6 separate regions of the Mus musculus genome follow, and regions 1, 2, 4, 5 and 6 are each linked to region 3. The links are chromatin contacts, called in public ChIA-PET, HiChIP or PLAC-seq and promoter capture Hi-C maps. All regions are on one chromosome and are shown on one strand. Each heading gives the region's core, a stretch centred on a gene start, on an enhancer-like site or on the middle of the called end of the contact. The rest is flanking DNA. Distances are from core to core; before and after follow the strand shown. Region 1 has its middle 32 kb from the start of Gm41164. Region 2 holds the start of Amer2 (APC membrane recruitment 2). Region 3 holds the start of Cdadc1 (cytidine and dCMP deaminase domain containing 1). Region 4 has its middle 14 kb from the start of Gm41164. Region 5 has its middle 55 kb from the start of Amer2. Region 6 has its middle 24 kb from the start of Mir719.

Evidence for each region. Promoter capture Hi-C pulls out the DNA fragments that hold promoters and counts their contacts. ChIA-PET counts read pairs in DNA pulled down with a chosen protein or histone mark. HiChIP or PLAC-seq counts read pairs in DNA pulled down with a chosen protein or histone mark.
Region 1: a contact with region 3 is called in an RNA polymerase II ChIA-PET map of memory CD8 T cells, with 48 read pairs. The contact joins the enhancer-like site here to the promoter of Cdadc1 in region 3. A contact is called at or near these places in 8 of 39 promoter capture datasets (the 3T3-L1 cell line, the HPC-7 cell line, cranial neural crest and 4 more), 4 of 484 Hi-C or Micro-C datasets (CD4 T cells, CD8 T cells and Th17 cells), 6 of 115 datasets of contacts at active chromatin or transcription factors (the 230-238 cell line, DN3 thymocytes, T-cell acute lymphoblastic leukemia and 3 more) and 1 of 9 other capture datasets (embryonic stem cells).
Region 2: a contact with region 3 is called in a promoter capture Hi-C map of neutrophils, with 4 times the contacts expected there. The contact joins the promoter of Amer2 here to the promoter of Cdadc1 in region 3. A contact is called at or near these places in 8 of 39 promoter capture datasets (the 3T3-L1 cell line, cranial neural crest, embryonic stem cells and 5 more) and 2 of 115 datasets of contacts at active chromatin or transcription factors (astrocytes and embryonic forebrain).
Region 4: an H3K27ac HiChIP or PLAC-seq map of extraembryonic endoderm stem cells shows a contact between it and region 3, with 8 times the contacts expected there. The contact joins the enhancer-like site here to the promoter of Cdadc1 in region 3. A contact is called at or near these places in 4 of 39 promoter capture datasets (the 3T3-L1 cell line, cranial neural crest, embryonic stem cells and 1 more), 1 of 15 datasets of contacts at CTCF or cohesin (large pre-B cells), 4 of 484 Hi-C or Micro-C datasets (CD4 T cells, CD8 T cells and Th17 cells), 4 of 115 datasets of contacts at active chromatin or transcription factors (DN3 thymocytes, extraembryonic endoderm stem cells, stem cell-derived neural progenitor cells and 1 more) and 1 of 9 other capture datasets (embryonic stem cells).
Region 5: a contact with region 3 is called in a FOXA1 HiChIP or PLAC-seq map of pancreatic cancer cells. The contact joins the enhancer-like site here to the promoter of Cdadc1 in region 3. A contact is called at or near these places in 2 of 39 promoter capture datasets (embryonic stem cells and stem cell-derived epiblast-like cells), 1 of 484 Hi-C or Micro-C datasets (embryonic stem cells) and 2 of 115 datasets of contacts at active chromatin or transcription factors (pancreatic cancer cells and stem cell-derived neural progenitor cells).
Region 6: an H3K4me3 HiChIP or PLAC-seq map of bone marrow-derived macrophages shows a contact between it and region 3, with 3 times the contacts expected there. The contact joins the enhancer-like site here to the promoter of Cdadc1 in region 3. A contact is called at or near these places in 13 of 39 promoter capture datasets (the 3T3-L1 cell line, the HPC-7 cell line, cranial neural crest and 7 more), 6 of 484 Hi-C or Micro-C datasets (the G1E-ER4 cell line, the N1E-115 cell line, cerebellum and 2 more), 6 of 115 datasets of contacts at active chromatin or transcription factors (the 230-238 cell line, bone marrow-derived macrophages, embryonic forebrain and 2 more) and 1 of 9 other capture datasets (embryonic stem cells).

The regions. Positions count from the first base shown.
Region 1 is chr14:60,128,379-60,132,015 of GRCm38.p6, reverse strand. No RefSeq gene overlaps it. Among named protein-coding and RNA genes, the nearest start is that of Gm41164, 32 kb to the left of the region's middle. Within about 2 kb of position 2,330, at least 61 of the 459 cell types and tissues checked have an H3K27ac peak or open chromatin away from gene starts, as enhancers often do. A contact at or near this core is called in CD8 T cells, DN3 thymocytes, the HPC-7 cell line and 3 more, where this site is marked.
Region 2 is chr14:60,375,960-60,379,482 of GRCm38.p6, reverse strand. It overlaps Amer2 (APC membrane recruitment 2), which reads right to left and starts at 1,791. Exons shown (of 1, transcript NM_028113.4): 1 at 1-1,791. The coding sequence starts at 1,236.
Region 3 is chr14:59,596,402-59,600,230 of GRCm38.p6, reverse strand. It overlaps Cdadc1 (cytidine and dCMP deaminase domain containing 1), which reads left to right and starts at 2,272. Exons shown (of 10, transcript NM_027986.3): 1 at 2,272-2,476; 2 at 3,272-3,369. The coding sequence starts at 2,395.
Region 4 is chr14:60,146,674-60,150,570 of GRCm38.p6, reverse strand. It overlaps the pseudogene Gm6913. Among named protein-coding and RNA genes, the nearest start is that of Gm41164, 14 kb to the left of the region's middle. Within about 2 kb of position 1,725, at least 8 of the 459 cell types and tissues checked have an H3K27ac peak or open chromatin away from gene starts, as enhancers often do. A contact at or near this core is called in extraembryonic endoderm stem cells, where this site is marked.
Region 5 is chr14:60,430,621-60,434,106 of GRCm38.p6, reverse strand. No RefSeq gene overlaps it. Among named protein-coding and RNA genes, the nearest start is that of Amer2, 55 kb to the right of the region's middle. Within about 2 kb of position 1,781, at least 32 of the 459 cell types and tissues checked have an H3K27ac peak or open chromatin away from gene starts, as enhancers often do. A contact at or near this core is called in pancreatic cancer cells, where this site is marked.
Region 6 is chr14:60,203,331-60,206,871 of GRCm38.p6, reverse strand. It overlaps a transcript of Nupl1 not described here. Among named protein-coding and RNA genes, the nearest start is that of Mir719, 24 kb to the left of the region's middle. Within about 2 kb of position 1,656, at least 9 of the 459 cell types and tissues checked have an H3K27ac peak or open chromatin away from gene starts, as enhancers often do. A contact at or near this core is called in bone marrow-derived macrophages, where this site is marked.

The sequences.
Region 1 (3,637 bases), core at 1,081-3,580, 530 kb before region 3:
CTACAGATTAATGGAAGCACTCACTCCAGGCCTCCACTGAGAACTGCTCTCCTTGGGGTCAGGCTGCTGTGCCTCCTGTTGATCTTGCTTCACACTGTGTTAATGGATACAACGTCAAAGTTGGATTCAGGAGGTAGCTCAGGAGTAGAGCAGTCATCCAGCATGCATGAGGACCTGGATTCTGTCTCCAGCATAGAATCATCATCACGCTTATGAAGATAGTGTTAAGAGGGAGTGAGCACAAATACTGAAATGAGTTGGGCGCCTTTGACAGGATGGAGGACGAGGTGATGATAAATACCACTTCCTTGTCTGCAGATAAGAGCAAAATTGCTTGCCTTTGCTTATCCTCCGTTCATAGACAGTGAGACACCAAGATCCAATCCCCTGGAGAGTGTGATCTTAAAACTCATGGTTTTCTACTCAAGTTCACATTTCCCCTCCTTGGCTTTATGTATTTAAGTGTGCTAGAGCCCACCCCACCCCCGCCCCAAGGCTCTGTGATAAGACTGGGAAATACCCTCTGATGGAGAGGTTCTCTGTACAGTGAACCTCTGGTTGAGGGGTGGGCAAGTGCACCGGAACCAACGGTGGGACTGCAGGTGGGAGCTTTCATGTGCTCATGTTGGAAAGGCTCCCACATCCTGGCTAGGACACATGACTGTTCCAAATTTCATGCCCCCACTGTTATCAGTCATGCAGAGACTTTGGGCATTTGTCCCCAGGGACCTGCATTCTTGTTAACATCTCCTCAGAGCTCCGATCACTTCGCTCCAGATGTCTTGATTTTAAACATGGAGAAAAGTTTGATTGCCTAGTGTAGGGGAGCAAAGAGTCTCCTTGGCTCGCTCTTCACTAGGGTCACAGCTAAGGTCCCCCACCACAAAAGACAGACCAACAAGAGAGAAGCATACACCTGTCCAGGACACAGGAGCCTTCAGAAATAAAGATGGATAAACTCGTGTGTTTTACATTTGGACGAGATGAGTGTGGTCATGGAGAAGTGTGGCTGACAGGAAAGGATGCTGAGATGAGTTTGCTGATGGTAATGGATTTGCTGAATTAGCCAGGGCTGTCTGCTTAGATTCCTTGGGAGTTTCTTTTCTTCTGGCTGGCGAAAGGGCGTCTCTCTCACGAGGGTCTTCCTGCTAGGAGGGAAAGGGGCAGGAGAGGTCAGAATGACCTTCCTTGCTTCTCTGGTTTCTCAAGGTTAGGATGCTGCATTTGGGAGTAGCACAGCGTGAACCCTGTCTGCTAGCTTAGATGCTGTCTTGAGGACCATGAAGCATCCTCTGTATATGCAGTGCACAGTGTTCCTACCTTCGCATTATCATTGTGGGAGGCACTGCGTAACAACAGCTGAAGTGCTTTATCCTGGCTGTTGATTTTAGCCCTGCTTTATCTCTGCTCCATGAGAGAGCAGTGGGGTTGAGGACCTGAAGGCAGACTTCCTCTACAGTCTAGGTTTTCTGCTCTACCTGCTGTGGGAGCTCAGAGTTGACAATGTTTCCTTACAGGGCCTTTAAAAGTAGAAACAAAATATGTTATACTTGGCACCTACTAAGTCAGCTGCATGTGTGGCCTTATGTCTCGTGTGCTGCTCAGTTTTCCAGGGTCCTTTGGCTGTGTGTGTTCTGTCACAGAGGGAAGGAACAGGAGGTAAAGCAGGGAGCAGATCACAAACCAGGAGCCAGAGGTTGCAGTAATGCTCAGTGTACCTCCCTCATCACTCAGGCTGTGTGCTGGGTGACAAAAGTGCTGGGATTTTAACAGATAGAGGGCTGGCGAGATGGCTCAGTCCGGAAATGTGTCTGCTGTCAAGCCTGAAGCCCCAGTAATCCTCTAACCTCTACATGTGCCATAGCACAAGCATGTGTATATGTGCACACACACACACACACACACACACACACACACACACACACTTAAAATGAAAAACTTTAAAATCTGTCATGTCACAGACAAGCAGATGGCAGTGCTTGAGAGCCAGCAGCAGCCAGGGGCTTAGTTAGCCATCAACTATAAGGTACTTAGTTCAAACCTCTCTTATTTAGGAAGCATGTTGGATTAGAACTAGAAGATGGGATGGTAGGAAATGGAGCATGGAGCGAGCTGTAATCTGGCAGGAACATCCTGGGATAAGGTGCCAGGGACACGTGCCCTGCATAGGTCCTGGAACTCTGCATTTTCTAACAATCAATAAAGATGATCTTGAATGGAGCAAGGAACTGAGACAGACTGCATAATTCTAGAAGGCATGTGCACTTACGTCATGTTAGCTGGTCTTTGTGGTTCACCGCATCCTAGGCTCAACTGAAGGTTTCTAGATAAACACAGTCACATGCGTATCCTGGAAGATACAGTTTGGGGCATCATTTTGAAATCTGAGTGGGGGACTGTATAGAGTTCACTTTTGAGTTTATTCCTTTCCACATGTCAAAATCATTTGAAGAGCCGAGCAGTGGTGGCGCATGCCTTTAATCCCAGCACTTGGGAGGCAGGGGCAGGTGGATTTCTGAGTTTGAGGCCAGCCTAGTCTACAGAGTGAGTTCCAGGACAGCCAGGGCTACAAAGAGAAACACTGTCTTGGGAAAAAAATCATTTGAAGAAAAAGAGCTTTGATATAGGCAAGCAGGTCGTACAGCTGGACCACATGTGATCAGAAACAGTGAGCTGAGCAAACCCAGAGGGCCTGTGGCTGGGACAGGGGCTGAATAAGGGGTTTCTGTCTCCCTGGATATTGTGTTGAATAGTATTTCTATATCAATGTCACATCTCCAGGATTGTCACATAGCAAAAGGGATGTGCTTGTAGATGAGATCTTACAAACATAAAATTTGGGGTAATAACTAAAGTGGGTCTAATGTTTAATCTATAAAGAGTTATGTTGTAATAAACACAGTCCCATGAAGCCTCAGGAAGTACTTGGGGAAGGCACTGTGGTGGGAGTGGGTGCCAGGGCAGGTGTAACTCCACAACGACCTGAAAGTGCCACCTTCTCTCAGGAAGCTGGGGATCGAAAGGACACGTGTAACTTAGGATTTAAAATGGCACAGCTACAAAAATTCTGTACGTATCCTCTACAAAAGCATATCCATGGGGATAACTACTGGTTTTGATTATGTTTTTCTTCCATTTACAAACTTTAGATTCAATTTCCTGGACTTATGATCTTACCATGAAGTGTAGTATATGCTGGATTGACAAAGAACTCCCCCTTCCCCTGTGTACACATATGTGTATTCGCATGTGCATATAGAGGCTAAAGTTTAATACTTAGGGGCTGCGCCCTTGCTCTTTGAGACAGGCTTACAATTCACCAAGTAGACTTTGCCTCCTGCCTCCACCTCTTCAGCACTGGGATTCCAATCATGGGCCACCTTGCCCAACATTTTAGTCCAGGGAAGCTGGGGATTTTGCACATGGATGCAGGCCCTCATGGGTATGCTACAAGCAATGTTACTGGCTAAGAATCTTTAGAATTCCCCCATTCTTCTAAAAATAAATTAACTATGTGGCAACTTAAAAATTACACAAGCAATACTACACCTTACATGCATGGAACTGGAAACAGCAGAGCAAACAAACAAATAATCACTGGAGGCTGAACAAGTAACTCAGCGGCAGGGAACTTGCC
Region 2 (3,523 bases), core at 542-3,041, 780 kb before region 3:
CTTTTTAGAGAGAACTGGCTTGCCTGGCCCGGGGACATGCTTGTCACAGCTGGGGCCTGCCTCTTCTTCTGGGTCTGCAATAATATCTCCACAGCCTGTAAGAGAGTCAAAGCTTTTCAGTGAAGTCACGTCAGAAAACATCAAACAAATACGATCTGCCGACGGGTCTGAGGGTGGATCAACAGAGGAAGGGTCAGGGACAGCAGACGCCCGGCCGCTGCCACCTTCGGAGTCGACAAGGGGGACGGTCTTTATCGGAACGTCACCTGTCTTGGACGCATCCTCGGCCGCCTGGACCTCACCGGCTCCCGACTCGAGGGCTGCCCCGGGCTTCTCCTCGCGCCGATGCCCCTCGGCGTCCTCTCCCCGGGAGCTTTGATCGCCAGAGCCGGTGGGGCTCCCGGCCTCGAGGCAGATCCGCTCCGGGGCGCTCTCGGCGGACGCGGGCGCCTGCTCTCCCCCTGCGGGCTCACCTGCTGCGTGTCGCGAGGCGTCCTGGCCCGGGCTGTCCGGGCGGCGCGCGGCTCGGGGCGGCTCCTCCTTGACGCACTCCAGGCTGGCGGTGAGCGAACCGGGCAGAACCAGGTTGCCCGGGCCCGCCGCGCGCACCGCCTTCTCCTCCTCCTCCTTGCCGCGCTTGTCCCTCCGGTGCCAGCGCATGCTGCTGAAGATCCCTTTCAGCCCCCTCTTTTGTTTGCCGCCAGCCTTGCTCGCCTCGGCATGGTCTCCCTTGCCGGTCTCCGATCGCCCGTTCTTTTTCAGCAGGGAGAAGAAGCTGTGGGACTTGGCCACCGAGCTGCTGGCCAGGGAGCCCAGGCCAGGCCCGGAGGGTTTGGGGGGTCCGGGGATCGGCCGGGCCCCGCTGTGATCGCTCCCGCCAGGCGGCTCCTCCTTCTTGCTGCCCTCCAGCACCAACACCTCGGCTAGTCCGTCGTGGGTCCTGCTTCTCACCATTCCCGTCGGCCCCGAGCTCTTCCCATCCCCTTTGTTTTTGACCCCAAAAATGCTGGGCATGGTGCCCCCCGATTTCCTTTTCTTGAATAACTTGAACGCAGCCTTATTGATCTTCCCCGACGGCGGCTCTGCGGCGGGCGTCTCCGCGGCGCACTCACAATGCGAGTCCATGTCTGCAGCGAGGGCCCCGGCCTGCTCCTGCCTCCCGCAGACCCCCGCGCGCGCGCCGCCGCCGCGCTCGCTGACAGCCGCGCCGCCGCCGCGGCTCCTGCCCGTCTCCATGGAAACCGAGTGGGATCAGCCGCTGTCGTCAGCCGTAGGCTCGCGCCAGGCCACTGTCACCCGCGTTCTAAATCAACCTGAGCGGCTCTCGCTGCTGCGCTGTGGCTACTGCAACTGCGGCGGCTGAAGCGCACAAACCGGACTATCTCCCCTCCTGCCAAGGGCTTATATAATATCCTGGGTGCCACATAGGTTTTTGTGTAGCAAGAGCCTTCATCGCAGCCTCGAGGCGAAAGAAAAAAATGAAATTCATAATTATGGGCTTTGGATCCCAGTGCGTTGATTCTCACCACCTCAGGTTCTTCTTCCTCTAGCCCAGCTTTTCCTAGGATCGCAGCTTCAAAAATTAACACATGCGTCCCCCATGTCCACAAAGAACAATGCCTTTTCCTTTATCATCTGTTTTGGACTTCATGCAGCCTCCTATCTTTCTCCGGTCCTTCACATAGGTCTTAGCGTGTGGGTACTAAGCCCAAGAGGCACCATGCCAATCTGTTCACGCCTGCGTCTGGTCCAGTGCCGAATGTAGTCCTCTTCAGGTTGATGCTGTATTCTGATCATGTGGCTCTGATTTCCTGTTACAGAAGCAACAGCCGTCAGTCAAATACCAATTAGCAGCTCTCAGCAACGAAAGTGCAACAGTCCCCTAGGGTTCGCTGGTCCTTTGGGAGACCACAAAGCTTTTATCCCCCACCCCAGTGACATGGGGCTTAAGTCACAGAAGCCACCAATTGGTCACAATAGACTGAGCACACTGAGAACTTAGGTTGGAGAATTCTGATCCCTCTGCAGGTGGGTCTTAGAGGCCTGGGCTCAGTCTTCCTCTTTCATTCAGGGGTATGGTAAGTATACCTCTCTCTGTTGTGCCCAGCCTACCCCTGTCTAAGAACACCCAAGGACCCCACTCGCTGTCTTTCCCAATAGGACAGGGGGGAAAACCAGACAGGGGTCAGAGGTCGTCCCTGTGGTTGCTTCTGACCCCACTGGTCTAGAGGCAAAGGGAACTGGGTTCCAGAGAACAACCTGTGTGGGTAAGGTTTCTGTGTTCTGACTTTGAAGACAACTGCTAACATTGTAGCTTTTCCTAACCAAGGGCTTGCCAGCAAAATAGGGAAGGATTTGGAAAAGATTCATGTTTTATAATCCTTAATAACCCTATTTTAAAAATATTGATTATATATAGTGATTATTTGATTGTATATACTATTTACATACAAACACCAGTCTTTCCTGCTTCTCTTGAATTTATTTTCCACAAGTTACTTATATTTTGCAGATTCAGAGTTACTTATATACTGTACTTATACTGAACTGCAGATTCAGTTGTTGGCCAAGGCAGCCTCCAGGGTTCACAGTTAGACCATGGAGTTGAGCAGTCATGTTGCTCTTTCTCATCTCAATGAAAAAACGGCTCTAAACTGAGACTGGAATCAAAGGACCTTTCTGTTTTCAGAGTTCAAACCCCACCAGCTCTTTCCACCTACTAACAGGACTCTTTATGGACAGAATATACAACAACAGACTTTTAAAAAAAAATGAGTTTTCTTTTCAAAATATTTACTTCTTTTGTATGTGTGTATTGTGTGTTATGTGTCTGGGCACACACGTACCACAGCAGAGGACAACCTGTGGAAGTTTTCATCTTCTACCTTGTGGGTCCTAAGGATCAGTTATCAAACTTGGGGGCAAGAATCCTCACCTACTGAGCCCTCTCACTGGCCCACTTCCTGAAGCTCTAATTGATCATGTGACATGATGGAACAGAGTCCCGTTTGCCCTGCAAAAGATTAGACATGAAGAACTATAAAGAGAAAGTCACTTGTTATTTCTTTGAAAGCTTTTGGAGGACAATTGGAAGTCTGTCTCAGTTCTTTACACACACACACACACACACACACACACACATCAACACACCATGCTGGCTAGAAAGTGTGTTACTATATATGTAACCATGCCAGTCTGAAATTGCTTTAGACCACAATTGGGAGGAACAGTCTAGAAAAACCACAAGTCTCGAAGTCTAAGAGCTGGAGTAGGTGGCCTGCTTAACCAGTAGAGCACTGCCATCTACCAAGATAGGCCAAAAGTAATTCATCTACATAAGAATTCTTGAATCCCCAGAGAGAAAACTGATCAAGGAACATGGGATTGCTACCATTCCTTTGGGACATAGATACTCAAAGAGAAAGACAAAGCAGCTTTCAGTGTAGGGAAGGCTCCTTGGTGGCGAGCCATGCCCCTGCGGAGGAAGGAAGCAGGACACTTAGAGTCTTCTGCTAACCCACTG
Region 3 (3,829 bases), core at 1,023-3,522:
TATGAATGTGTGTGAGTTTATGCATATTTTCTGTGTAAAAGTTTTTCTTCCTGGGAGTGTCTCTCTTCTCCTGGTTCAATAAAAGTTTATTGCTCCAAACCTCCTTCCTGCCTGACAAGCAAGAGGTGGGACTTCTGAGCAAAAGAGAAAAACGCACTAGCAATTACTTTATTACTTGATCCCCTGATGTTAGGCTACAGGTATTAATCACCTAAGATAGCATTTCTTTAACCCTCAGAGTGAACAAGAAAGTGTTTAGGGTTGTTTTGTTTTATTTTCTTTTTAAGAAATTACCAGCAAGCATTCATTATAGTTAGAGAGGTAGATGTCCAGAGACTGTAAGTCTTTAAACCTTCCTCTGAGACCACCAGTCTTTAAGCTACCTCTATGTACAACTCTGTGACCCACTTCAACCTATTCAATGCCAGGCAGACTCCTGGAACTATCATACCAGTATAATTCCTAACTCCTTTCTAAACATTTATCTTAACACTCCCAGGTAAATGCAACTCTTATCTCTCCTCAGCATTATCTATCTATCTATCTATCTATCTATCATCTATCTATCTATCCATCTATCTATCTATCAAGATGGGCATGCTAGCATATGCCTTTAATTCTAAGACTCAGGAGTCTACGCTGTGTGTTCTAGGCCAGCCAGGACTTCACAGTGAGACCCTTTCTTAAAAAGACAAACACACACACACACACACACACACACACACACACACACACACAGAGAGAGAGAGAGAGAGAGAGAGAGAGAGAGAGAGAGAGAGAGAGAGAGAGAGAGAGAGAGAGAATGGAGCAGAGGAGGAGGAAGGTAGTAGCAACAGCAGTTCTCAAAATGTAGAGAACAACTGACCTTGCATATCCAGTCCTGAAGGTTGGATCTAGAACTCAACCCCTACACCTAACGTTCAGGATCATCTCAGAAAGGGGGGAGGGGGATGAAAAGACTGTAAGAGCCAGAGAGGATCAGGAAGCTGTCAGAACATTGTCTTCTAGTTGTTGCAGGAAAGCTCCACCTACAAAATTTCAACAACATGGCTGCCAAAACAAGACCCGAACAATGCCAACACCAGCTAACTTGCCAACATGGGTGAAATCTCCCAGGGGTCCCATATCTAGATGAAGGGTAAATAATAACAGAGGAGAAATTAGTCTTCCCCAAGAATAAGTCCCCTCAACTAGTTATCCAGTACCAAGTGATCAGTCCTAAAAGCATATACATACAAGCACATATATGTAGAGATATATGTGTGTATATATTATATACATATATAATACATGTATATAAACAATAGTGGTTAAAGAAAAACCATGAATTAATTTAAAAATGATCAGGGCCTCGGGGAGGGGGGAGATTTGTAATGATATTATATTTTAAATAAAAATAAAACTATTTTTACAATTTTTGTTCAAATATCCATCTCTGGAGTTAAGGGTTGTAGTGACCCACTCTGGATGTGGGTGTTGGGAACTGAACTCAGACCCACTGGAAGAGTAGGAAGTGTTCTTAACTGCTGGGCCATGTTTCTGACCTCTCCAGGCTTCATTTTACACTTTATATTTTTCACTGGGGGCTGAGGAGATGGTTCATTGTGTACATGCTTTAGATATAAGCTTGAGGAGTTCCTTCTGGATCCCTCAAACCCACATTAAAAAAAAAAAAAGGTCTGAGTAAAGCTGCACCAGCCTGTAGTCACAAGTGTGTAAAGTCTGAGACAGGAGGATGAAGCTCCAGTGTAGCCAACCAGTGAGCTCCAGATCCAAGCAGAGACCCATTCTCAAAACAAACATTTGGAGGGCCATATAGAGGAAGATACCCTCTGTACGGTAAGCGCGCACACGTACGCTCTATTTACAAATTCATTGGGACGGACAACTCAGATTTTTCAGGTTCCGCTGTCTACTTAACTCTTCGATCCTCCCAGTTCTCTTCTCATAGTTTGTGTGAGTTTGGATATGAAGCAGAACCAAATACCCTGGGATCCGCCCACATCTGACGGCTGGGTTCCGATGGCCCTGCTTCCCCCACCTCGCCCACTCCGGTTCTATGTTCGCCTCTCTCTGTTTAAGTCCTCCACCCTGGTCCCCTACTGTCCCGAACCAAGACAACTTCAAGCGTCCTTCTTTCTGCAAAAATCACTGAACACAGCCTGCTACACAGAGTAGCATAACTGATAGATAACCACCACCACCACCTCGGTGCGCCGGACTCTGACGTCACATTAAGCGCCGGAAGCGATGGGGGGGGCATACCGAGACGTCATCTTGCTGCGCAGAACAAGCGGTTGTTGACAGGCCGCAGAGGTGGCCGTAGGCGAGCTTCAAGGAACCTATCATGCCTGACCGGGCAAGCTGTCCTGGGCCGAGGCCTTTGGGCTGGGGATGAAAGAAACGGATCAGATGCAGAGTTTGGAGGGTTCCGGGGCCGAGAGGTCAGTCGGCACGCAGACGGGCAGCATGACGGGTGAGTGCGGTGGCCTTCTCTCCCGCCCTGCCCCTCTCCTGGCGCTCTGCACGCTTGCCCGAGTCTCCCTCCAGCTCCGCATCCTGCCTGTCCTGTGTCTCCGCACAGCCCAGCACCCTCCCTGCTCTATGTCTCCTTCCCGCCCTGCTAGCCTGCTACTCCCCCCCCCCCCCCCACACACACACATACTGCACCTCCCTGACACCCTGCCTGCCCTGTGACTCACAGCGACTCCTGTCTGCCCCGCCGTCCCTGGTCTCCTTGCCAGGCGCGCGTCCCGGACACTGTGCTGTCCAGGCTTCATAGGTCGCGTCCTGTCCTGCACTGGTGGGTGGTTGCACCTAGAGTCAGTATCCCGGAGCTGAAGAGCCTGAAATTGCGCTTTGGCAAATTCACCACCCGTGATACCTCCCTCAAGTTTTGCCTTATGGTTGAAGATCAATCATGTTCCAACCATTGCCCTTTTAGCAATGCCAGGTTCCAGAGGGGTAGGGGTGGGGACCTTGCTCCTCGGCTACATCAGAGAGGAGCCCTTATCCTATTGATTGATTGATTATTTCCAGAGCCTTTGTATCAGTTTTACTATTTTACCTGTGGGGTGAGCTGGAGAAAAAAAAAGCACCCAACTTTGGAAAGTGCCACCCGAGGTCACTGAAAGTGAGGTTGTGGCCACTCTTGCTAAGGAAGCTTTTATTCTCCTGCCTGCCAGACCATCTGCAGCTCACTCGTAGCTTTGAGCTTAGCTCCTCTGCCTTCACTAGTGAAATTCTGAAGTGCTTGCCTTCTCTTTTGTAGGTCAAATACCAAGGCTTTCTAAAGTGAACCTTTTCACCCTGCTCAGTCTCTGGATGGAGCTCTTCCCAGGAGTGGAAGCCCAAGGGCAAAAATCTCAGGTATACCTTATTTCCATAGAGAGTGTTTACCCTTGGAAAAGCAGTAGTCTAAGTCTGGTTTCATTGGCCAACTGTAGTCCTAACAGCCAAATGCAGCAAGAACCTAGGAATGGTGTCATGGCTTTTGTATGCTGTGCCTGTAACCACAGCGAACTAGCTCATATTTCCAGTCTGAAAAGTTATTTCTAGTGTGTGCCATGATTACCAGGTATTAAGGCTTTTCTTTTGGAGACATTTAGCGCCTTAAAAATGTGCATTGTAAAAGTCAGTTTGCTAGTAATACAAAATTTGGAAATCCTTTTAGCTTTATTGTCCATATTTTATCTCATCGTAATTCTGTTATATACATTTAACTTGAATCCCTTTTCAGTGCAAAAGTTTTTTTTCTCACCCTTGGTTTCTGGCATCCTCTCCTTCATCTGACAGATACCATGGAGGTTTTGTTTATTTAAGAGAAATA
Region 4 (3,897 bases), core at 476-2,975, 550 kb before region 3:
GTGGGTTCTAGTGGTGGAACTCAGGTTGTGTGTGGGTGTGTGTGTGTGTTTTATCACTGGGTGGCAAGCACCTTTACACTGAGTCTTGCTAGCATGGTGATAGGTTTTTAAGAAGATTTGAGTTAGATTCCCTTTTTTGAGATTTTAAAAATCAGGATTTTTAATGTATAATTTATGTTAGTGAAATCCATCCTTTTAGTCTGTTTTGGCTTGATAATTGCTGACACACATGTGCAGCTGTGTATATCAATATCTAACACTCCATATCCCCTGAGCTTGTCCCATGTTCTCCCGTCATAAGATCCCTTCTCATCAGTCACACATCTGATATCTGTTCTTTGGTTCGGCCTTTTCAAATTGTCATTCTAGTGACATAGGCAATCTTAATTTTTACTTTTTTTTCCCCGACAGAATCTCACTGTGTAGCTCCATCTGGAGCTTGATATGACTTCTGTGCTGGTCTTGAACTTGTGTCAATCCTTCTGCCTCTGCCTCCGGAGAGCTGGAACTATAGGCATGGATCAGCCCAGGCTTCTGTTGCCTGCTTGCTTTCAATTACCACACTGCTTCAGTGCCCATCCGTGTTGTAGTATGTGTTGATCTCCTTGTACTTCTGAGTCCTATTCTGTGCTGTACCATGAGGTTTCTTGGATGGAGGAGGAGGAGGAGGAGGAAGAGGAAGAAGAAGAGGGGGAGGAGGAAGGGGGGGAGGAGGTAGTGGTGGTGGTGGTGGTGGTGGTGGTGGTGGTGGTGGTGGTGGTGGTGATGGGGCAGTTTGCAGGAGACAAGGGAAAGTTCCTTCACTTTGTGAAGGTTCACTGACGTGAACCAATGATTGAGACAAGATAATACATGAGTTAGATATGAAATGAGCCCCCCAAAACTCATGTTGATAGCTTTGTCAGCAGTGCAGTATTGGGACATGATTGGATCATGTTTGCTCTGACTTCATTAAACCTCTAACTAATGAATGGATTTATAATATAAATAGTATGTTTTGGAGGTAGTGGGAGGTAGGAAGTGAGTTGTAGCTTGAAGAAGTATCCCTGAAAGTGTATCCCTGAAGGATGATTCATGCCCTTGAGGTGAGCCGCTATTCCCCACTATACCCATTGTCCGTGAAGTTTCTGCCTTGCCATGGATCTGAGAACTGGCACTTCTGAGCTAAAGCTACGCTTCCTTTAAGTTGCTCCCTCGGTCATTTTCTCACCACAGTGAAGTGTAACTTGCACAGCATGAAGTGAGGAAGGAAACACAGCTCGGGGTAGCACCCAACAGCAGGGCTCCCTGTAGGGTCCAGACTCCTGAGGAAGGACAGAGGCATCAACTGGTGAGAACTTGGGGCGTCTTGGAGGTGGGTGAGGGCAAGTCTTAGGAAGAACATGGACATCGGCTTCCTGCTTTAGGAGACACACTCCCTCAGGCTAACTCTGACAGCTGGTGGAGGAAAGCCATTCCACTGGGCTGTCTTGGGCCTCGGCTTTGTTTTTCTTGATGAATAACAATTGCATTCTTCCACTAGTAGCTTTCAGAAGGTGTCCCCACCACCTGTGGGGGAGGGGATGCAGAGACAAGCTGGAGGATGCCAGAGAGAAACTTTAAGATGCTCTTTAACTACCACACAGCTTTTCTGAGTCCTAACAGTGGTGTGAGGCAGAGTGGACTGTGTTGCTGAGACACGTTCTGACTGAGAGAACCACTGAGTTACAGAGGACAGCCCCGGGATGTTCAGCTCTGCCTCATCATGAGTAAATCCATTCCTTTCATTTCTCCCCACCCTAAGCTCTACTGAATCTGTCCATTCTTTGCTTATCTGTTTATCTGCTGGTTTATTCATTACCTATCCATTTTCCTAGGGCCTACTCATTTTATTTATTTACCTTTAGCCTGCTTTGCTGAAGGCCTCTATTGTGTCAGGCACTGGTCTATGATTAGGTCATAATCTCTGTCCCTGAGAAATTTTATTTATTTATTTATTTACTTACTTATTTATTTTTGCTTATTCACTTTATATCCTGACCACTACCTTCCTCAAGGCAACCCCCTCCCACAATCTCACTGTATTCTCTGAGGGGTGGGGGCCCCCTGGGTGTCCCACCACCCTGGCACTTCAAGTCTCTGTGAGGCTAGACTCTTCCTCTTTCACTGAGGCCAGAAGTCCACTAGAAGAGACAGCACTGTGTTGATAAGGAACAAAACCAGTGATCAGATATAGTAACAAGTGTTTTGTAACCTTCTTCCCTTTCCATGAGGTCCTTGAGGGACAGAGGTCTTGGTCTTCAATGTCATGCCTTGAATATCATTACTTGTTAACCCAGTAGTAACAGCAGCTGAAGTTGAAGCCCTTTAGATTCCTGCTCTCCCAGGGAAATAATCTGTTGAGGTTCTTGCCCTCACAGGATGCCATTCAGAGAGTATTCTGAAGAAATCCTTACCCCATGGGGACCCTTGCTCAGGCTACCTTAAGTGAGTTCCAGGGTCAGGGAAATGATAATGTGTGCCAGTTACAATGGCCTCATCAAGTATTTGTAGCTAAGAAAATGGTTTGAGTGATGTCAGTGGGCAGCCATCTATCATAATGTACAATTAATTACAAGTACATGGTTTAAAAATAGGAGTTTCCAAAGCACTTTCTCCAGATTGTCCCTGGGTTCACGCACTGATGCTGAGCCACTCGACGGGAAACACCATGCCAGGCCCCCACCTGGAGAGCAGAGATGCTCACTGATGCCCTTGCAGACTCAGCAGGGCTTGGGGCTGCAGTGAAAAATGCTGTACTTCACACATGTTCATCCCATCCTAGTGACCCTCGATGGTGGTGCCTGTTTCCTGGATGATCAAGATGGAGAACTTTTCTTTCTCTAAGATGCTTGTAGCATGTTTGAATTTATGGTCATTTTTTAAAAAAATCTTCTCAAAAGTATTTAGATTGAACTTGACACCTTTCATTGCCTTAAGGGAAGAATTGGAGAGTCCTTTCACTGTGTACTGGCAGTACTGTGTACTGTAATAGATGTTCAGTAGTCAGTTCTTGATCATTTAACTCTAGGCCTTGGAAGGGTCCAAGTTCCAGATACTGGCCATGAAATCTTGGGGAAACTATGAGCCTTCTTCAAAATCTGTCAACCAATCTATAAAATGGGAGCATGTTCTCAGGATCATTGAGAGACACTAGAGAACCTGCAAGTTGCCCAACTTTTGATAGTTTCCCCATAAATACGTTTTTTATTGTCTGGGGTGCTATTGATTAATTAATTAAGTGGTCAGTATAACTGACTTTAAAATCCATCTTTAAAAAGTGGTCTTGCAAAAAAAAAAAAAGATGAAGCTGGGTGTGGGAGGCAGAGGCAGGCGGATTTCTGAGTTCGAGGCCAGGCTGCTCTACAGAGTGAGTTCCAGGACAGCCAGGGCTTTACAGAGAAACCCTGTCTCAAAAAAAAAAAAAAAGTGGTCTTGCAATGGCTGGGAGAATAACTCTTCCCTAACGTATTAGGGATGGGAACTTGGGTCCCATCCCTAATGCAACAAAACCAAAAACCAATTTCAATGGTTTTAACATACGGTTTCTACGGTGTCTTGTGGACTGTAGGAGGGCCGGGCATGTGGTTAGTGTGTCAGTGACTACTAACAGACTGAGAGGGAAATGTGACTGGTCCAAGGGGATGAAACCTCCATGGAATGAGTGATGCAGAGAAGTTGATCTAAGGCAGGTGTCAGCAAAGATGCTCCTTTAGAGGGGTTCATAAGCCATGCACTTGCTTTGTGAAGTTCTCAGTATCTACATTTTATTCTGTAATCAAAACAAAAGTTACCATTTTGTAGCAATGATGTAACAATCAGAAAACCAAGGCAAATGGCAAGTCTGACTAGAATGTAGCAGTTTAGAGCTGACTTGGC
Region 5 (3,486 bases), core at 532-3,031, 830 kb before region 3:
AAAATATGGTTTTAAAAAGATTAGCAAGGAGGATTTATGGACCTAACTAGGGCTGTGATCTGAGTCTATCATAGCTCGTGCTGCAGTGGTCCGCAACATAACAGCATTGTCAGGTGGCAGACTCTTTAGAAAGCTTTGGGATCAAAAGCAATCAACCCCTATATTAATCAGGGGGCCCTAAAAGAGCAGAACTGACAGGTACAGATTATATACAGCACATATCTAATATCTATATATATACATATATAGATATTAAATTCTCTATATTAAATTGATTGTGTTAAAATAATAACAACAGTTGTCCCACTCCTGACAACTAGTAGTCATCCAGTCCACATGGCTGGGCACCTCAGCAGTCCTAATCTGGTCCTTAGGACCTGAGAATGCTCAGAGATCCTTCCTCAGTAATGGAAGCCTGGACGTGCTGGTTCTGATGTCATCAAAGGGGGTAGCAGCAGCAGCCCCAACAACAGGGTAAGTCAATCAAGGGTCAGGAGGGAAGCCTTTGAGCAAAACCCTGCTAGATGCTCTTCCTTCTGGTATGCCTGTTTTTATCTGTGCTGCGATCGTAAAGTGTCACCTACATTTGGGGTGAGCCCCCGCCCCACATCAGTAAGGCAACCAGGACAGTTCTTCAGGTGAAGCTTCCTATTCGGGGGATCCTGATTTGTAGCAAATTGACATTGAAACCAACATCTAAGCCCCAGGCCCTTCCCTGGAGAGAGGATTTTTGTCCTCTCTAGAAACCGGATTAACCACCAGATCTTCAATGTATTAATATCGTGTATACTCCTGTGGGGGTAAGCGGGGGCAAGCATTCCACGTGCACATGGGGAGGTTGGTTCTCTCCCTCTATCTTATGTTGGTTCCAGAGATAGAACCCACAGCATCAGTCTTCCAAAGCAAACATTTTTTCTACCCACTGAATCATCCTTCAGGCCTCTGTAAGAGTGGATTATGTCAGTGGACAGATTTGAAAGCACTAATTTTTATTCTAGAATCAGGCAACATTTCATTTCAGAAAACGGAGAGACTGTCCCAACAGACTGAGGCAAATGGGTGGATATACAGACAGAGAGAGGCTGAAGAAAAGAGAAGCAAATGCCTTACACTTGCAGGGATGTGGGTAGCTTTCCCCACCACCACCCCCGAGACCTGTGTTCACTATTCTTTATAGCAGAGGACTGGCCTGGTTTCTGAGAGAGGGAGGCAGCTAGAGGACACATGACCTAACTACTAAGACACTGACAGAGGTGTGAAACTTGCAAGAACAACACAGAATGAAGACTGGTCGTTGACAGAAGCTCATGGGACTGGGCAAGTGGTGGTGAAGCAAAAGAGATACCGCTACCTTGTATTATGTGAGACCATGGCCAACACGCAAAGAATTGCTATAATGGCTGGCAGAACACCTTGGCCCTCAGCTAAGACAATAGCATACACAGAATAACATAGCAACTCTCTGGGGATGGCATTGAAGCTATTAATGCTCCCTCCTAGAGAAGGACTCTCACCAGATCCTGACCTGAGATGCCAGCCACTGCTTTGCTCTACCCTACATGATCTTGGAAGTGCTAGAGTAAATAGAAGTGGAAGGATGACTAGGGATAGGAACTCTAGGGCCAGGCTGCTCCCATGAGTCATCACTCTCCTAATTAGGTTTCTATTGCTATGATAAGGTTCCATGACCAAAAGCAACTTAGGGAGGAAAGGGTTTACCTCAAGTTACATTTCCACAGCCCAGTCCATCATCCAGGGAGGTTAGGACAGGAACTTGAGCAGGGCAGGGACCTGAAAGCAGAAGCTGATGCAAAGGCCACAAAGAAGCACTGCTTACTGGCTTGCTCCTCATGGCTTGCTCAGTCTGGTTTCGTATAACACCCAGGACCACTAGCCCAGGGATGACACCACCCACAGTGATCTGCGTCCTCTCACATTAATTATCAATCAATAAAATTCACCCACAGCTTACCCACAGGGCAATCCAATGAGGATATTTTCTTAACTGAACTTCCCTTTTCCCGGATGATTCTCGCTTATGTCAAGTTGACACAGAAGCCAGCCAGCACAGTAACCCATGCTGGGATGGGACTTTCTGGTGATTCAGCTACCTTTGAGTCACCCTTGCTCCTATAAGTGATTCCAGTAAAGTTATTAGCTCACCTGCTGGGCATGGGGGAAATGTGACTTTGGTTTATCATCAGTGCTCTGTCGGGAGTAAACATGTTTCTTTAAATCTCCCATAGGAAGAATCCTGCAACAACTCTTCTGGGGGCTGAGCTAGGACCTCCTGTAACAAGACAGTTCGGGAAGAGTAATCAGACATTTAAAACCATTGAGCCAAGAGATGGGCCAGAGGAATTAACACATCCCCAAAGCAGATTTCAGGCGGATTAAGCTTCAAGCTTAAATACCCTGTTTGTCCAGAGGAGAGGAAGAAGGGCATAAACAAAGGCCTGCCTGGCTGTTCAACGGGGCTAGCTTTGTTAGGCAGCTTGATGTGAGTGATTTCCATGTCAGCCAGTGTACTCAGTAACTGATTGTCCCGATGCAGGTGTGGAGATGGGGCCACTCTGACATATAGAGAATTTCCTCTAGCGATGTCACTCTCTTTCACAAGAGAGTTACAATTCTTCCCAAGTTGTAGAAGTTAAAGTTTCTATTCCTGTAATAAAACACTATGACCAAGGCAATTTAATAGAAACGAGGATTAGGGTTCCAGAGGGCTAGGAATCTGTCACTATCATGGCGGGGAAGCAAGGCAGGGACCACAGATTTGGTTGTTGGAGCAGCTGGTGTGAACTCGCGTCTCACAGAAAAGAGAATATAGAGAGAGCCAACTCAAAATAACAACTCAAGTTGTTAATCTCTCAAAACCCGCCTCCAGTGACATACTTCCTCCAGCTAGGCCACACCTCCTAAGCCTCCCCCAACAGGGCCACCAACTGGGGATGGAACATTGAAATGTTGAACACTATTTGAATGAATGTCGACATTTATTCAAACTGCCACAGCAGTGTCTGTCATTTCTGAAAGTAAACTTTTCTGGGTACTTGTCTCGCCTTGGTGGCATGTTTTAGGGTGCTGCATTCTACTCTCCTGAAGTTGTGTTTTTGAGTAGTGGGTCCTAGAGTGGAAACGGAGATCCACAGAACTCATACACTGAGGATGCTAACAAACACTGGCATCATGCTATGCTGTACAGGGACCAGGAGACAGGGGCTTGCTTGAGTCAGGAATCAGAGGCCAGATACTGTGGAACAACTTTTATGAGAGCAAATTAAAGGGGTGAAGGATGGAGATGTAAAAGAATGATGTGCTCCAGGCCTGAAGTAGAGAGGGAGGACCATGGAAAGACTGCATCGGGGAAGTCACTGGATGAGCCCCTCCAGGCAGAGAGGGGATGGAGGGAACACATATGGAGAAGCTAGAGATGAGGCTGGCCATAACCTGGGTGTGATGGCAAATCTTCACCGCCAGCTTGAC
Region 6 (3,541 bases), core at 407-2,906, 610 kb before region 3:
TTCCTTTTATCTGGGAGAAACATTGGCTTTTGGGTGCTTTCCTCTCTTTATCCTTCCTCAGATCCTACAGCAGACAGTGAAACCACCTCACTCTAGTGGATGGTAGACATCTACTGCATTCATTTCTGTTCTGTTGCTGTGGCCAAGGCAACTTACAGAAAGAAGGCTTTACTTGGTCTGTCAGCTCCAGGGGATGAGTCTCCATCCTTGTGAGAGGCGTGGCAGCAGACAGGCATGGTAATCTAGAGCCAGTAAGCTGAGAGCTCAGATCTTGAACTACAAGAATGCAACGGAAAGAGTGAACTGGAAATGGTGCGAGTATTTAAATTCTTAAAGCCCACCTCTGGCAATGTACTTTCTTCAACAAGGCCATGCCTCTTATACCTTCTCAAACTGTGCCACCAACTGGGAACCAGGTATTCAAATATAGGAGACTATGGGGGACATCTCCTTCAAACAACATCTACCATGCTGTTTTTTCTATTGTTTGGTCATACACTTACCTCCCATGTTAGACTGTAATCTCTGGGGTCTTGTTATTTATTTGGATTTGGGTTTATATCATCAATACTTATAGCAAGGGATTCAATTCTAGGAATATTTCTTAATTGGTAGTTGATGCAGTGGGAAGAGTTAGTACTGCAGTCTCCTGCTGAGCCCCTTCTACACAGATGTTCAACTGTGTGGCTAGGGTTGGATATTATTACTGCCACTGAGCAGTGTTGCTTTTAGGCCAATTAATGAGCATACTTGTACCTCCTCAGTAAAAAAGGAGGCAGTGCTCGCCTTATATAGTGAACATTTGGGTAAGTTAGCACAAGTAAGATATGTAACTGTATGCTGTGTGCAAGACCAGAATGCAATAAAGAATAGCTTATTACTATCACAGCAGTCTAAACTATTTCTCTCTTTCTCTCAGGCCAAAAGTCACATGTTTTAACTGGATTTCGCAAACCTAGTGTTATGGAAACTAATGAACTGGGAAGAAAAATCCAGTTCTGAGCAGTCACTGAAATCAACATGTATCTGCTTTACAAGGAACACCTGACCCTCATTTTGTGAGCCGTTATTTAAGAAGAGTAATATGAGGCTTAGACTGAGTTTGGTCAAGATGTTTAGAATTCAAGAGGGAAAAACTTGGCCACAATGTTGTAGAATAAACGAATAGATCGTGTGCTAGATCCTGGGATTGGGAAGTTGGGAAAAATCACAGATGAAGGAGGCACCATTGATACAAAATAAAATGGGCCAACTAGGGTAAACTGCTATTTATCATTTTAATGGTGCCACTGTTGAAATCGTGTTGAGATAAGATTCACCCTTGTCTGATTGAAGTTCACAATTCAGTAGTTTTTTATTGTATTTAGTGGTCACTCAAATTCCATCTCCATTGACCTTCAGCCCCCATTTCTTACCACCATGGCTCTAACTCCTTTGGCTATATGTTCTGTACTTCTCTGTGTTTTCCTGTTCTGAATATTTCATACAGACGTGACTGGATCCTTTTAACTGGCCAGTGATTTCAAGGATATTCGATATCACTCTGTCATCCCTTTCCTCGATAAATAAATCTGACTGTGTGGCTCGGTCACATTAGCCTTCAGTCAGCAAACATGTTGGTTCCTCTTTCAGGAGTTTCTGTGTGAACACATGATTTTGGTTGTCTTGGAGTTTGTACTAAAGTGTAGAAATTCTGGGTGTTGTGGTAACTACCTTTATTTAGTATCTTAGGGAACTGTCAGACTTTCCAAAGTGGCTGCACATTCTCCATTCTCACCAGCCCTGGATTTGTGCTCCATTTTCTCCCTATAGTCATCTGAGAGGGTTTGAAGTAGAAGCTCACTGTGTCTTTAGAAAGATTGTGTGTGTGTGCGTGCGCGCATGTGCGCGTGAGCACATATATGTGCATATATGATCTCAGGTGCTCATGAAGGACAGAAGAGGGTGCCAGATCCCCTGGAGCTGGAGTTACAGGTGTTTGCGAGTCTCTCCACAAGAATGTTGGGAGCTGAAGGAACTCAAGTTCTCTGGAAGAAGAGTATGTGCTCTTAACCACTGAACCATCTCGATGGCCCTCCCTGTGGCTTTGATTTGCACACCCATGTGATTAGTCACTTTGACTATCCTCCATGTGTTTATGTACAGCAGTCACTCACTAAGCAGTGCACTCTTAGGAACCCACCTTTCTCATGTACCTTCTATCAGCTGACAGATGTTTGTTGACCACCTACTTTTTGCCAGACTTGGTTTAAGTGTCGGAACATGCATCAAGCAGACGTTCCTTGTGGGAGGAACATGCATTTTAGTTTGGGTACAAATGGACGGAATGAGTTAAAGACATAGAATGTCACATGATCCTCTTCCATGAATAATGAACTTCAGTGGCCTCTAGGTCGTAAATCCTTTCTCAGCTTTCTGTTGACTTTGCTCAGATTCATCAAAGGAATCATTGTGTATGGCAGTCTTTGTCTTGGGAGAGGTATTTCTTAAAATGATTTGAAATCAAGATCATTTCTTAAGCCATGGCCCACAGAATGGATGTAGTGATATCAAGCATGAGAAACCATACTAATTTCATTGTCTATCGCCATTTGAGCTCTTGGGTATCCAGGTGTGCTGACAGCCAGTTCTGAAAGGTGTCTTTCTCAGGGCAGGAGTTCTTAACCATGGGCTTGCAATAGTCACTAAACCCTAAATGGTTGTTACCATTTGGGCTTTGTTTTCGATTTATAGGGTACAGGCAGGTAGATTTTGCTTCCTTTCTGACTGCTGTAGGATGTCAGAATGGTAAACAATCCTGGCTTTGATGTAAAAGTCAGAGTCCCAGTAGCCTCAAACAAGAGGGTCTGCCTGTGTTTCACAGCTTTGGAGCTAAGTGCTGCCCTTTTCTCTAGCCATGAAAGTCTTAGATGGCATCCTCTTCCTACAGAAGGGTGCTCTGTCAACAGTGAAAGCCTGTTGTGTGAGTGTGGCTCATTCTTCTCACCTAGATCTGGACAACTTAACACAGCTTCCACCCCAGCACTAGCTGCTTGTATTGGTTGCTTCTTATTGCCATGACAAAATGTTCAAAAGAAACAACTCTAGGAAGGAAGATGCTATGTGACCCACAGCTTCAGAGGGTCTAGTTCGTAGTCACGTGGCCTCATAGACTTGGGCAAAACATGCCAGTGGGAGTCCACAATGGAGGAGAACTGCTCACTTGAGGCTGGTAGGGACAAGACAAAGCAGCTGGGGATACTGTATCACAGGACCACCCACCCCCACCCCACCCCTGCAGTGAACCTTTCCTCCAACTAACTAGGCATTCCACCTTAAGTTTCTACAGTTACAAAATTAGCACTGCCAGCTATTGTCCATGCATTAAAATAATGAGCTCATAGGTGCATTTCCTATTCGACCCACCTTTCCTCACCTTGGACTGATTTCAGGGAGACAGCTTTTCTCCTTAGCTCTCACAACATAACCTCAGTCAGATTCACACTTGCCTTCTGCAGCTTATCATATACGTCTACCTCTATTTACTATTTAAAAATAAATT